Regions from separate parts of the Mus musculus genome. Here regions 1 and 3 are each linked to region 2. The links are chromatin contacts, called in public HiChIP or PLAC-seq and promoter capture Hi-C maps. All regions are on one chromosome and are shown on one strand. Each heading gives the region's core, a stretch centred on a gene start, on an enhancer-like site or on the middle of the called end of the contact. The rest is flanking DNA. Distances are from core to core; before and after follow the strand shown. Region 1 holds the start of Cbx6 (chromobox 6). Region 2 holds the start of Ankrd54 (ankyrin repeat domain 54). Region 3 holds the start of Sun2 (Sad1 and UNC84 domain containing 2).

Region 1 (3,427 bases), core at 293-2,792, 770 kb before region 2:
ACCCCACCGGGGCAGAACAACTCTCTACTTAGGTGATGTTCACCTCAGGTTTGCTGTCTTGCCAGCTAAGAGGATTTTCTCAGTAGCATAAAGACTTTGAGGGGGAGCAGAAGGATTTCAGTCAATGTACTTTCTATACATATCTGCAGGCGTGCAGGGATGGAAAGCTGAGATTTTCATCAGTGAATTTGCACCTTCAAGAAATGGTGCAATCGCGGGGAGACTTGTACAACCCTGTGCCCCCACCCCATTCTAATAAGCCAATCATGAAATCAAAAGATAATCCTGACCCTTACAAATCCCCACCCCTCCTCCAGCCCAGCCCTAGACAACAGGTGAACAGAGCAAAATCAGTGTTAATGTCCAATCAATATCATTAAGGGAGGATAGCATCTCCAGTGTGAATAGTACAACCCTATAGTGCTTAAACATTTAAATAGATAGAACATGTGTGCCTGTGTTCTCCAAGTAGGTGATGTATCTATGCATATTCATGCAGGCCCGAGTTTAGGGAAAGAACTGGGCTAGAGGACCCCAATGACTTAATACAGGTTATGAATTGCTCCTTCCCTTTCGTTTCCTTATTTATATGTGGTTAATTTTTTTTTCTTTTTGCAAAGAACAAGACCACTGGCCTAATGGAAACTCCGATTAAATAATTTTTCAATGTGTGTTTCCAGCGAGGTGGGCTACATCCAAGAGGGAAAGTTCCAGATCCCACTTGCGCCTCCCAGGAGCAATGGCGGAGTCATTCCTGCAGCTGTGGTTTGTAGAATTATGCTGTGGCCTGCGGCCTGAAAATCCCAATACAGATTTGACCATGAAGGCGGGTTCTGCTGAGTGACCCAAAGAAAGACTGCTTTGGACTCAATCTGGGATGCCCTGCGGTTCTCTTTTGAGACCTCTCTCTCTTTGGTTTATAAACACACTCGCCAAGGTCTACTTGTAGGTGTTGAGACCATGGTCGCAGGCCTGGGTCACCTCTGCAGTCACCCCCCCCCCCCCGCCGCCCCCTTCCTGCTGTGGCGTTTTTGTTTTAACTTATCTGAACCGGTTACAAAACCACACTCCCACGAATACATAAATAATGGATGGGGTGATGTGTTAAAGAAATCCCCACAAGGCCTGGCAAAGCTGCAGTGAATGCATTTCTGCTGTATCATATTTAACTGTTTGCAAACGTCTGCAGGAGGATGCACAGCGCCTAGAGACTCCTGGGCCTATCGCATCTCTCTGTCGAGGGCCTGGCAATTCTGGCATGAGGAGTTACAAGGAGGGTAGGAGGTGGCAGGGATCCTGGGCCTGCAGGATGAAGTGGGACAATGTAGGATTGCACTGCACCTCACTCGGCTTGGCAGCAGCCAAGCATCCATCGGTCTCCCGCCAGGACTGCGGGGGAGAGGACAGGCCCCTTTAAGAGCCTTCGCGCGCCCCCGCCCCGCGAGCGCTCATTTTCCCTAGCAACCGCCCCGGGGGAGGGGGAGGCCCTGGCAACGGCGCTCAGGCCCGGAGCATCACGTGACGGCCCGCAGCTGGAACGCGAGCGCGCGCCCCGCCGAGCGCCCGCCCGCCGGGGGCCTGAGCGCTGGGGCGCGTGCGCGAGCGGTGCAGCACCGGCCGCGGGAGCAGGGAGTATTATGGGCTGTGGGTGCCGCTGAGCAAGATGGAGCTGTCTGCAGTAGGCGAGCGGGTCTTCGCGGCCGAATCCATCATTAAACGCCGGATCCGCAAGGTGAGCCCTCGGCCGGGACAGCCCTGTGTTCCCCGCGGTGGTGTCGGAGCCCGCGGGGCCCTCGGGGTGCAGTGGTCCGGCTAGCCGGGTTCCCTCAGCCACCCCCGCGCCGCCGCCTCCTCGCGTCCCTGCATCTTCCCCACCCCCACCCCCTATTTTTTTTTTTTTCCTTTCTGTTTTTCAGGGACGCATCGAGTACCTGGTGAAATGGAAAGGGTGGGCGATCAAGTGAGTGTCGTGGGTCGTTGGCATGGGGACTGGGGAGGCGGCAAGAAGACACCTGGGCCTTGGATAGGGGGTGCGTGCTTGAGCCCTCGCGGTGTGCCCCTGCCCCTTGGGTTTTCATTTTGCTCTTCTGTACGCGTGACTCGGCAGGTACAGCACTTGGGAGCCAGAGGAGAACATTCTGGATTCGAGGCTCATCGCAGCCTTCGAGCAGAAGTGAGTTGGAGAAGCTGGCAGGCGCGGTGGGGCGCCGCGCAGGGAAGCGGGAAAGGCGGGCAGGGTCGGGGAGTGGGGCCCAGGAAGGGACCCTTTTTCATCTTTGGCGTTTCTTGACTACAGGGAAAGGGAACGTGAGCTGTATGGGCCCAAGAAGAGGGGACCTAAACCCAAAACTTTCCTCCTAAAGGTAACCTGGCCCAGCCCCAGCAGCCCCCGCTCGGGCCCCCAGCCAGGGCGCAGCACAGGGCCGGCCTGCAAGGGAGGGACAGATCCGCCGCTGCCTAGGCGGGCAGGCTTTTCCAGAGGGGCCCCAGCTGGGCAGGGGGTGGTTGTGAGTCCCTGACAAGTCCCTGGCAGCGGGCCGTAGCCAGCCCAGCCAGAGGGGCCTGGGAGTGGGGTAATCAGGGATGAAACCAGGAACTGGGGGTGGGGGATCGACTGTGCTCCAGGAAGCGGGTGAGTGAAGCAGGTGGGGCATACTCAGGGGAGGAGGTGACTGGGAAGTTCTTTTCGCTAGTGAGACCCTTCATCTCCTCCAGCCTTGAACACACTGGCCTGTTTTGTGATTTAGAGTCTTGGAGCTGTTGAGTATAGATAGGCTTACCTCCTGGCAAAACACTGGCCTCCCATGCCCTATAACTGCCCACCTCCTTTGGAGTGTATTCTGTACCTTCTCCCATAGCACTTGGGGGCCCGGCTTGAATTTGACCTTAAATTACTTCAACCTGAATTTGATCATTCACACTGGACTACCAGCTTTCGGGTCCTGAGCCTGTCTACCCCTAATCCTGATATTTCTGGAGGTTCCAATGAAGATGGGGTGGGGCATGGTGAACATAGCCTGTTTGGCAAGAGAGCGAAGAACTTCATGGGAAGCCATCTTGGAGAGTTAGGGGTGTTTTTGTTTTTGTTTTGTTTTGTTTTGTTTTGTTTTTGATGAGGAAGAACAGAGCCTGGGAAGAGGAGAGCAAGACGATCCCTGATGGCCACTTAATGCAAGGCGGTCAGTGTCTGCCTCCGTAGTTTCCCTAAAGAACTAACGATGCCCCAGGTCTTCTCACCAAATTTGGCACCAGCACAACACGGGAAGAGCTCCTTGGAGAAGAGACTGCAAGATGCAGAACCTCTTAATCTCCAATTTGTCCAAAGAGCTCCAAGCTCAGTGGGGGAAGGGTGGACCAGACCCCGCTGTCTTGGCCCCCTGCGCTGTCTTGGCCCCCTCCGCCAGCCAAAAGACTGGGTGTAAAGAAT
Region 2 (3,383 bases), core at 106-2,605:
GGCAGGTGGATTTCTGAGTTCGAGGCCAGACTGGTCTACAGCATGAGTTCCAGGACAGCCAGGGCTATGCAGAGAAATCTTGTCTCAAAACAAACAAACAACAAACAAAAAATATTTTTTAAGGAAGCAGAGGCGGTTGGATCTCTGTAAGTTGGAAGCTAGCCTGGTCCACAGAGTAAATTTTGGCTCAGCCAGGCTGCACTTAGAAACCCTGTTTCAGAAAACAAAACAAAACAAAACAAAACAAAAAAACCAACCCCAAACAAACAAAAAGGTAAAGAAGTATCTACCCATCCATCCATCTGTAATCCACCCATCCATCCATCCATCCATCCATCCATCTATCTGTAATCCTTGCCCTCAGGAGGCAGAGGCAGGTGAACCTCTGAGTCTGGGGACCTAATGGACTACACAATCAGTTTCAGTACAGCCAGGGCTACACGGAGAAACCAACCCTTTGAGGTCAGAAGACCAACTCCAAGAAGGTGCCCTCAAATCACAAACTTGGGGTAGGCAGAACAGGACTATAACCCAAGGCCTTTAATTAGCACAAGGTAGTGTTACAGGTATTTATTTGCTCTCTAAGTGTTTTCTATTTTATTTACCAGCTGATAGAGTATAAATGACTTGCATGCGCTGTGTGTGTGTACTTGTACCTCCCTTGGGTCAAGTTCAGGCCAGTGATCCGTAGGACTTTCAGGGCTGAGGAATTGCTCTTCGTTAATCTGCCTACTGCAGGGTTACTCTTGTATAATTACATAGAATATAATTTTTTGGGTAAAGCAGCGATTCCGGAGAGGGCAAGAGAACGCGACAAAGGAAAATCTATTACGTTAGAAGATATTAGCGCCTATTTCGTGATGGTATCTCCAAATCATAGTGTGTTTGGATTTTTTTTTTTTTTTTTTTTTTTTTTTTTTTTTGAGTTCATTGACTCAAAACACACCTACACGAGAGTAGTTCTGGTTTTTTCACTTTCCTTTCCGATTGGCTGGAGACCTTCTTACCTTGATTGGCTAAAGCATTTGCCATTCGTCTTTCCGGAGCTATCACAGGAAGAAAAGGAAGAAAGGAGTGTCCTGAACGCAGCTATTTTATTGGCTCTGGTAGTAACACCGCTTAGTGCAAAAGCAACTCTAATTTGTGATTGGCTCTTTTGTCCGCCAGTCATACTACCGAAAACCAGTGTTCGCCTTGTAGTCTGCCTTCCTTACCTGATTGGCTGTGCTGTGAAGGCTGTGCGAACTCTGATTGGTCCGTTGCTCTGGCGCGGTCCGACCCGCCCGCACTCTGTTGCTGTGGTTGCAGGCCCCGCCCGTCCGTTCGCTGACAGCGAGGCTTCTCCTGGAGGGAAGCGGGTCCGTTGGTCGGTTCGGAGCGAGGCTGGCGCTGCCAGGCCCGCGCCTAGCCGTTGCCATGGCAGCCACCGGCGGGGGCGCGGACGACGAGTCGCGATCCGGCCGCTCGAGCTCGGACGGCGAGTGCGCGGTGGCGCCGGAGCCTTTGGCGGAAGCCGGAGGCCTGGTGTCTTTCGCGGACTTCGGCGTTTCGCTGGGCAGCGGCGCCGGCCTCCCGGGCCGGTCGGTGGGCAGGGCCCAGTCCTCGCTGCGCTACCTCCAGGTCCTGTGGCAGCAGGACGTCGAGCCTCGCGACGAACTGCGTTGCAAGATTCCCGCCGGGCGGTTGAGGCGTGCCGCCAGGCCCCACCGTCGGCTCGGGCCCACCGGCAAGGAGGTACACGGTGAGCTCAGCCAGGAACCCTGGGGTTGCTTGTGAGTGATCGCAGTGATCGTAGTGGTTCGAGCTGCGGAGGACCGTGTCTTCATCCACTTGTTCATCCCTGAATAAAAACTTTACACTCCCGAGGGTGGTTATTAGACAATAATGTGGGACAATGGAGAATACTTTTATAAGTAGAGGAGGGAGCCCAGAGCCAACTTGTGTGAATGCACAGATCTGAATCAGACTGCCCCACACTTGGCTCGTAGGCAACCTATAGTCACTTAGGGTCTCGGTTTTCTATTGTAGAATGGTACACTACCAGCCTTACTAGGGTGTTAAAAGTTAGGCAGGGTTCTGAACATATATTCTTCTTTTTCGAGGGGCCAAACACTTGTTTGATACATTTATTTATTTATTGGTCTTTCGAGACAGGGTTTCTCTGTGTAGCCCTGGCTGTCCTGGAACTCACTCTGTAGACCAGGCTGGCCTCGAACTCAGAAATCCGCCAGCCTCTGCCTCCCAAGTGCTGGGAATAAAGGCGTGCGCCACCACAGCTTGGCAAGAATGGAAAGTTTTAAGGTTTCTTTTTACACCTAACATCGTTTGACCTGGTATACTGGTGTTATAAAAATTAAAAGAGAATTTGAAACAAAACAAAACAGTGGTATATTGGACATGCAATTGTTATATCTAGTTTGCAACTTTTTGGGTCACTTTCTAACAGCTAAGGTATTGCTTCCTGTTAGTTCTCAAATAGAGGCGATGCCTTTGAAAGAGGGAAGGTTTCTGGTTAGGAATTATCAAGTTTGGTAAGTTGTTTAGGAGTGACCTGCTTTGAAGTCAGATCATAGAGGTTGACTGTGATCAGCTCAGAAAGGACTAAATAAACCCTCACACCCTTTCTGTCTTAAAAAAAATTAATCTCAAATTTCGTTATAACAGCTTGGAGCTGACAGGACAGTTCAGCTTTGTATTATAGATAATAGACTGAGACCCAGGATAAGTACCTGGCTTGCTCAAGGTCGCCAGCTACCACAAGTGGCAGCAATTAGATCTGGCTCCAGAAGTCAGATTTGCTACAGAAAGTGGCCTCTCCATGGCCCCGATCCAGTTTCTCCTTGTTGCTGGGCCAGTGTGTTCTATCCAGACGCCTTTGCTTCAGCCGGGACTGAAGGTGGAGCTGAGGAGAGGCTAGGGAGCCATGCACCTTCTGTTTTGTTCTGGTTTTTGTTTTGTTTTGTTTTGTTTTGTTTTTTAAACTGTCATTTCTCTCTCTATAGCTCTGAAGAGGCTGAGGGACTCTGCCAATGCCAACGACGTAGAAACAGGTGAGTGTGCCCAGGCGGACCTATGGGTGGATGGGGAAGGAAAAAGCCAAGCCCTACGTCCCCGGGCTGTCAGCCAGCTCGCCCTCACTCCCCTGGAGCAGGCTCACTACACTTACTCCTTGACTCTGACGTCACCGTGCAAAATGGAAGCATGGTACTAGCCTTCACCATGCTCCCCATCACTTGGGGTTTTCCTGGTCGTAGTGCTTATCACTCTGTGTGCTTCCTGATCCTAGCAACCATGTCAGCCTGTCTGTTTTGTTTTTTTGTTTTTTGTTTTTTTAACCTCCTGGGACTCAGCATAGCCCTCAGCAAAGAGCAAGTGCCCATTTT
Region 3 (3,424 bases), core at 253-2,752, 680 kb before region 2:
TGTGGGCTGTCTGTGCGTGTGCTCCACCTCAGAGCTATAAGATGGGGAAGGCACTACCCGCGGCAAAAATAAATAAATAAATTTAAAAATGGAGGACCATAAAGTCTGAATGTGGCCCTACTCTTGAGGTCAAGGTTGTTCCCCTCTGTAATCTTATCTAATAAAAATAAATTAAATAAAATAAAGTTAAAAAAAGAAGAAGGAAAAGGAGAAGAAGAAGAAGATAGTTAGCATAATTGTCCAAAGATACTGTAAGGGTAGACAGCATCTCATTTCCAGATGGGACAATGGAGGTCTAGAAAGGGGATCTGGTTTTATTTGGCAGTGGAACCAATCCAAAATGAGGGTGTGTGTATTTCCTCAGTTTCCTACTGCCTTTGGATACCAGCTTTTTTTTTTTTTTTTTTTTTTCTTTTCGAGACAGGCTTTCTCTGTATAGCCCTGGCTGTCCTGGAACTCACTCTGTAGACCAGGCTGGCCTCAAACTCAGAAATCTGCCTGCCTCTGCCTCCCCAGTGCTGGGATTAAAGGCGTGAACCACCACTGTCTTTCTTGTCCCAGTTCCCCCCACCCCCTTGGCATTTTAAAGTGAAGGACACCGGATCTCATCATCCTTAGAAGATATTGAACAGAAGTGGTTTATCCCCAGTCGCACTCCTTTATCTTCTGGGGGCGGGGTGTGTGTGTGTTTGAGAGAGAGAGAGAGAGAGAGAGAGAGATGGGGTGGTGGTGGGAGGGGACAGGTCCGTGGAGTCAGGAACTCATCCCAGGGGGAGGAAAGTAGGAGAACCGTGTTGCCAGCCCTACCTTCTCTTGCAACCAGCTGTGGATGGAGCCTTCTTTAAAACAGAAAAGCTGCTGTCAAACTTGGGGTTTCTGACTGGACATGGTGGTGCACTCTTATCTCAGCACCTGGGAGGCAGAGGGGTAGGTGGATCTCCGTGACAGTAAAATCCTGTCTTGGAAAAACAAAAACAACAACAAAAATAGGTGGTGCGGGAAGATGGGTATCCTGCCCACCTTGGAATTTAAAATTCAACCTTAAAATTAAATAGTATTAATCTTCTAGACTCAACTTCCCCTCTGGGTGGGTTCTTTATAAGAAACAAAAAAAACTTCCACGGACCTGTTTCCCTCGTCTTTAAAATGGGCAGACACGGCTGACGCTGGTAAGCGTCCAAACCACCCGCGCGGGGCCGCGTCAGGACCCTATCCTGGGGCCAATTTCATGACACCCTGTGTGCTCCCGCACCTAAAGCCTTTAGAGCTCCGGCGCCGCGCGCGCGTGGGCACGGATGCGCGAGGGAACGCTCGGGTCCCACAGCCTGGAGGTCGTACTCGCCCCCGCCTCCCACGCGCGGACTACAGGGCCCACGCGGAGGGCGGGCCGAGCCGGAGCCTTTGTGTTCAAATCAACCAATGGGCGGCGGCAGAGGGCGGGGCGGGCCGGCTGGGCCCGGCCAATGACTTGTGGGCTGTCAGCGTTGATTGACAGGCGCACACATACACACTCGGCCACGCGCGCACCGCCCTGCCCCACTCGCGCAGCGCGGTCCTCTGCCGGCCGCATTGTCCGCTCACCGACCCCGCGCCGTCCCGCGTCTCCGCTCCGCGCGCGTTTCAGCCCCAGCCCCGGGCCCGGCCCGGCCCAGTGCGCGGCGCCGCCCGGGGGACTCCGACGCGGGAAGAACCACGCAAGGTAAAGAAGGGATTGGGCCCGCCTCCCCACGGCCCCGCGCCCGCCTGACCCGGGTCGCCGTCCGGCCAAAGCGCGGGCCTGCGCCTCCCTGTCCGGCCAGGCCGGGCCACTCCAGCCCCTGCGCGACGCACGCCCCGGGACACTCGCGGGCCGGCGCCCTGACGCATCGCGGTCACGGGGAGGGCGCTGTCCCCAGGCGGGACTTCCCCAGCAGCCTCCGGGGAGGAGGGCAGCCAAGACCCAGCCGCCCCAAACCGGACCAGGGCTGTGCCACAGGCCGAGTCCTGGCACTGGAAGTTCTCAGCCTGCGCCACCGCTGCCTGTCACAGTTATGGGGTACGGGGGAGGGCCCTTTTAGCTCAGTTCCAAAACAGCCAAACCCAACCAAAACAAAACAAAGCCAGCGCGCTCCGGGGTGTGACTTAGAGCCAGGACAGAGGGTGAGCGCCTGGAGCACTTTTTTGTGTCCCAGGGGAAATGGAGTGGAAATGTCACGTATAATATTCCCCAGGATAGGGGAATCTTCGGGACCAAGGCTCTGCAGTAGGAAAGTATGTTTTATTTGAGGGTTTTGTAACTAATGGCGGGATGGAGGAGTGTCTATCTCAGCGGCTCCCCACGGTAGACCTTTGTCATCTTGTGTAATCTGGATGGCCGCTGTGGCAAACTATTTTGTGACAACAGGATGAATATGAAAGATAAAGATAAGGTCCACACCGCTCTGGGAGTGCTGGGAGGTGGCACACGGGGCAGTGTTCGGTGCCCCACCTCTCCACCTACTCAGAACGTTTAGATTCTTGCAACAGCGGCGTGGGCACTGTATAAACATGTTACACTCTTTTCCCCCCTGGCAAAGGCTTCATGTGCTACAGCGGGGCAGGGGTTAAGAGGTGGAGCATATGGGCATCTGGAGCTGTCAGGTGGGGGTGGCAGTCATGGGGGGAACTACCTTATAAGGACTGGAATACAACCCAGGACCAAGGCAACTTCCTGCTTTGGCTACTACCACTTGGTCCCTTTACCAACACCAGTCGAAGAGAGTGAGAGATGCCAGATGGGCATCCCACCTGGGAAGATGCCAGTTAGCCCAGACAGGAGGCTACTTGTCTTTCTAGCTGGATGAACCTGACCTTCTGGTTTCTGTGGTCTGGGTTTGGGTGTTTCCCACCATGCGAGGTCACTATCCACCAGGAATAGCAGAAACAATACTAAGTCACAAGTACCAGGAACTCATTTTGGATGGGTTTGGGATCTAAAGTTTTGTAATCCTGCTAGCCCAGGCTCGGTGAGATTCCTGGGTTGATATTCTGAGATTTGAAGCTGGGTCCCGTGCCTGAAAGATTTGTTTATCTTCACTTGTTGTTTTCACCTTGGTCTTCTTATCAGTTTCACTCCACCCCATGTGGTGACTGTAACTGTTCTATAGGCTAGACTGACTGCAAGACCACACAACAGCTCCACCTCCTGCCTTACTTCTGTTAACAAATATTGGTTGTGTAACTGCTATGTAACCACGCAGTTTACAGCCATGTTCCAAGTGCATGCTATATGGAGCTGTAACACTCCCCAAACAAACAACTTGCAAACCTTCTGATGGAATGCAAATGTCCAGGCCCTGCAGCCTGTCAGGTCTGAGCAGAGAGACCTGGCTCTCACCTGCAGGCTAGCATTCCAGGTTCTTCCCTGTAGATGGGTGATGATGGCCGCCTTCCTTGTGCTGGGGTC

Evidence for each region. Promoter capture Hi-C pulls out the DNA fragments that hold promoters and counts their contacts. HiChIP or PLAC-seq counts read pairs in DNA pulled down with a chosen protein or histone mark.
Region 1: a FOXA1 HiChIP or PLAC-seq map of pancreatic cancer cells shows a contact between it and region 2. The contact joins the promoter of Cbx6 here to the promoter of Ankrd54 in region 2.
Region 3: a promoter capture Hi-C map of liver shows a contact between it and region 2, with 4 times the contacts expected there. The contact joins the promoter of Sun2 here to the promoter of Ankrd54 in region 2. A contact is called at or near these places in 3 of 39 promoter capture datasets (liver and pre-B cells) and 1 of 115 datasets of contacts at active chromatin or transcription factors (memory CD8 T cells).

What each region holds. Positions count from the first base shown.
Region 1 is chr15:79,832,448-79,835,874 of GRCm38.p6, reverse strand. Cbx6 (chromobox 6) reads left to right here and starts at 1,542. Exons shown (of 5, transcript NM_028763.3): 1 at 1,542-1,732; 2 at 1,917-1,960; 3 at 2,108-2,173; 4 at 2,297-2,363. The coding sequence starts at 1,664. Npcd (neuronal pentraxin chromo domain) reads left to right here and starts at 1,542. Exons shown (of 9, transcript NM_001013362.2): 1 at 1,542-1,732; 2 at 1,917-1,960; 3 at 2,108-2,173; 4 at 2,297-2,363. The coding sequence starts at 1,664.
Region 2 is chr15:79,060,831-79,064,213 of GRCm38.p6, reverse strand. Ankrd54 (ankyrin repeat domain 54) reads left to right here and starts at 1,355. Exons shown (of 8, transcript NM_144849.1): 1 at 1,355-1,741; 2 at 3,003-3,050. The coding sequence starts at 1,417.
Region 3 is chr15:79,740,614-79,744,037 of GRCm38.p6, reverse strand. Sun2 (Sad1 and UNC84 domain containing 2) reads left to right here and starts at 1,502. Exons shown (of 18, transcript NM_001205345.1): 1 at 1,502-1,699. Gm16576 (predicted gene 16576) reads right to left here and starts at 1,340. Exons shown (of 4, transcript NR_045069.1): 1 at 1,127-1,340; 2 at 808-955.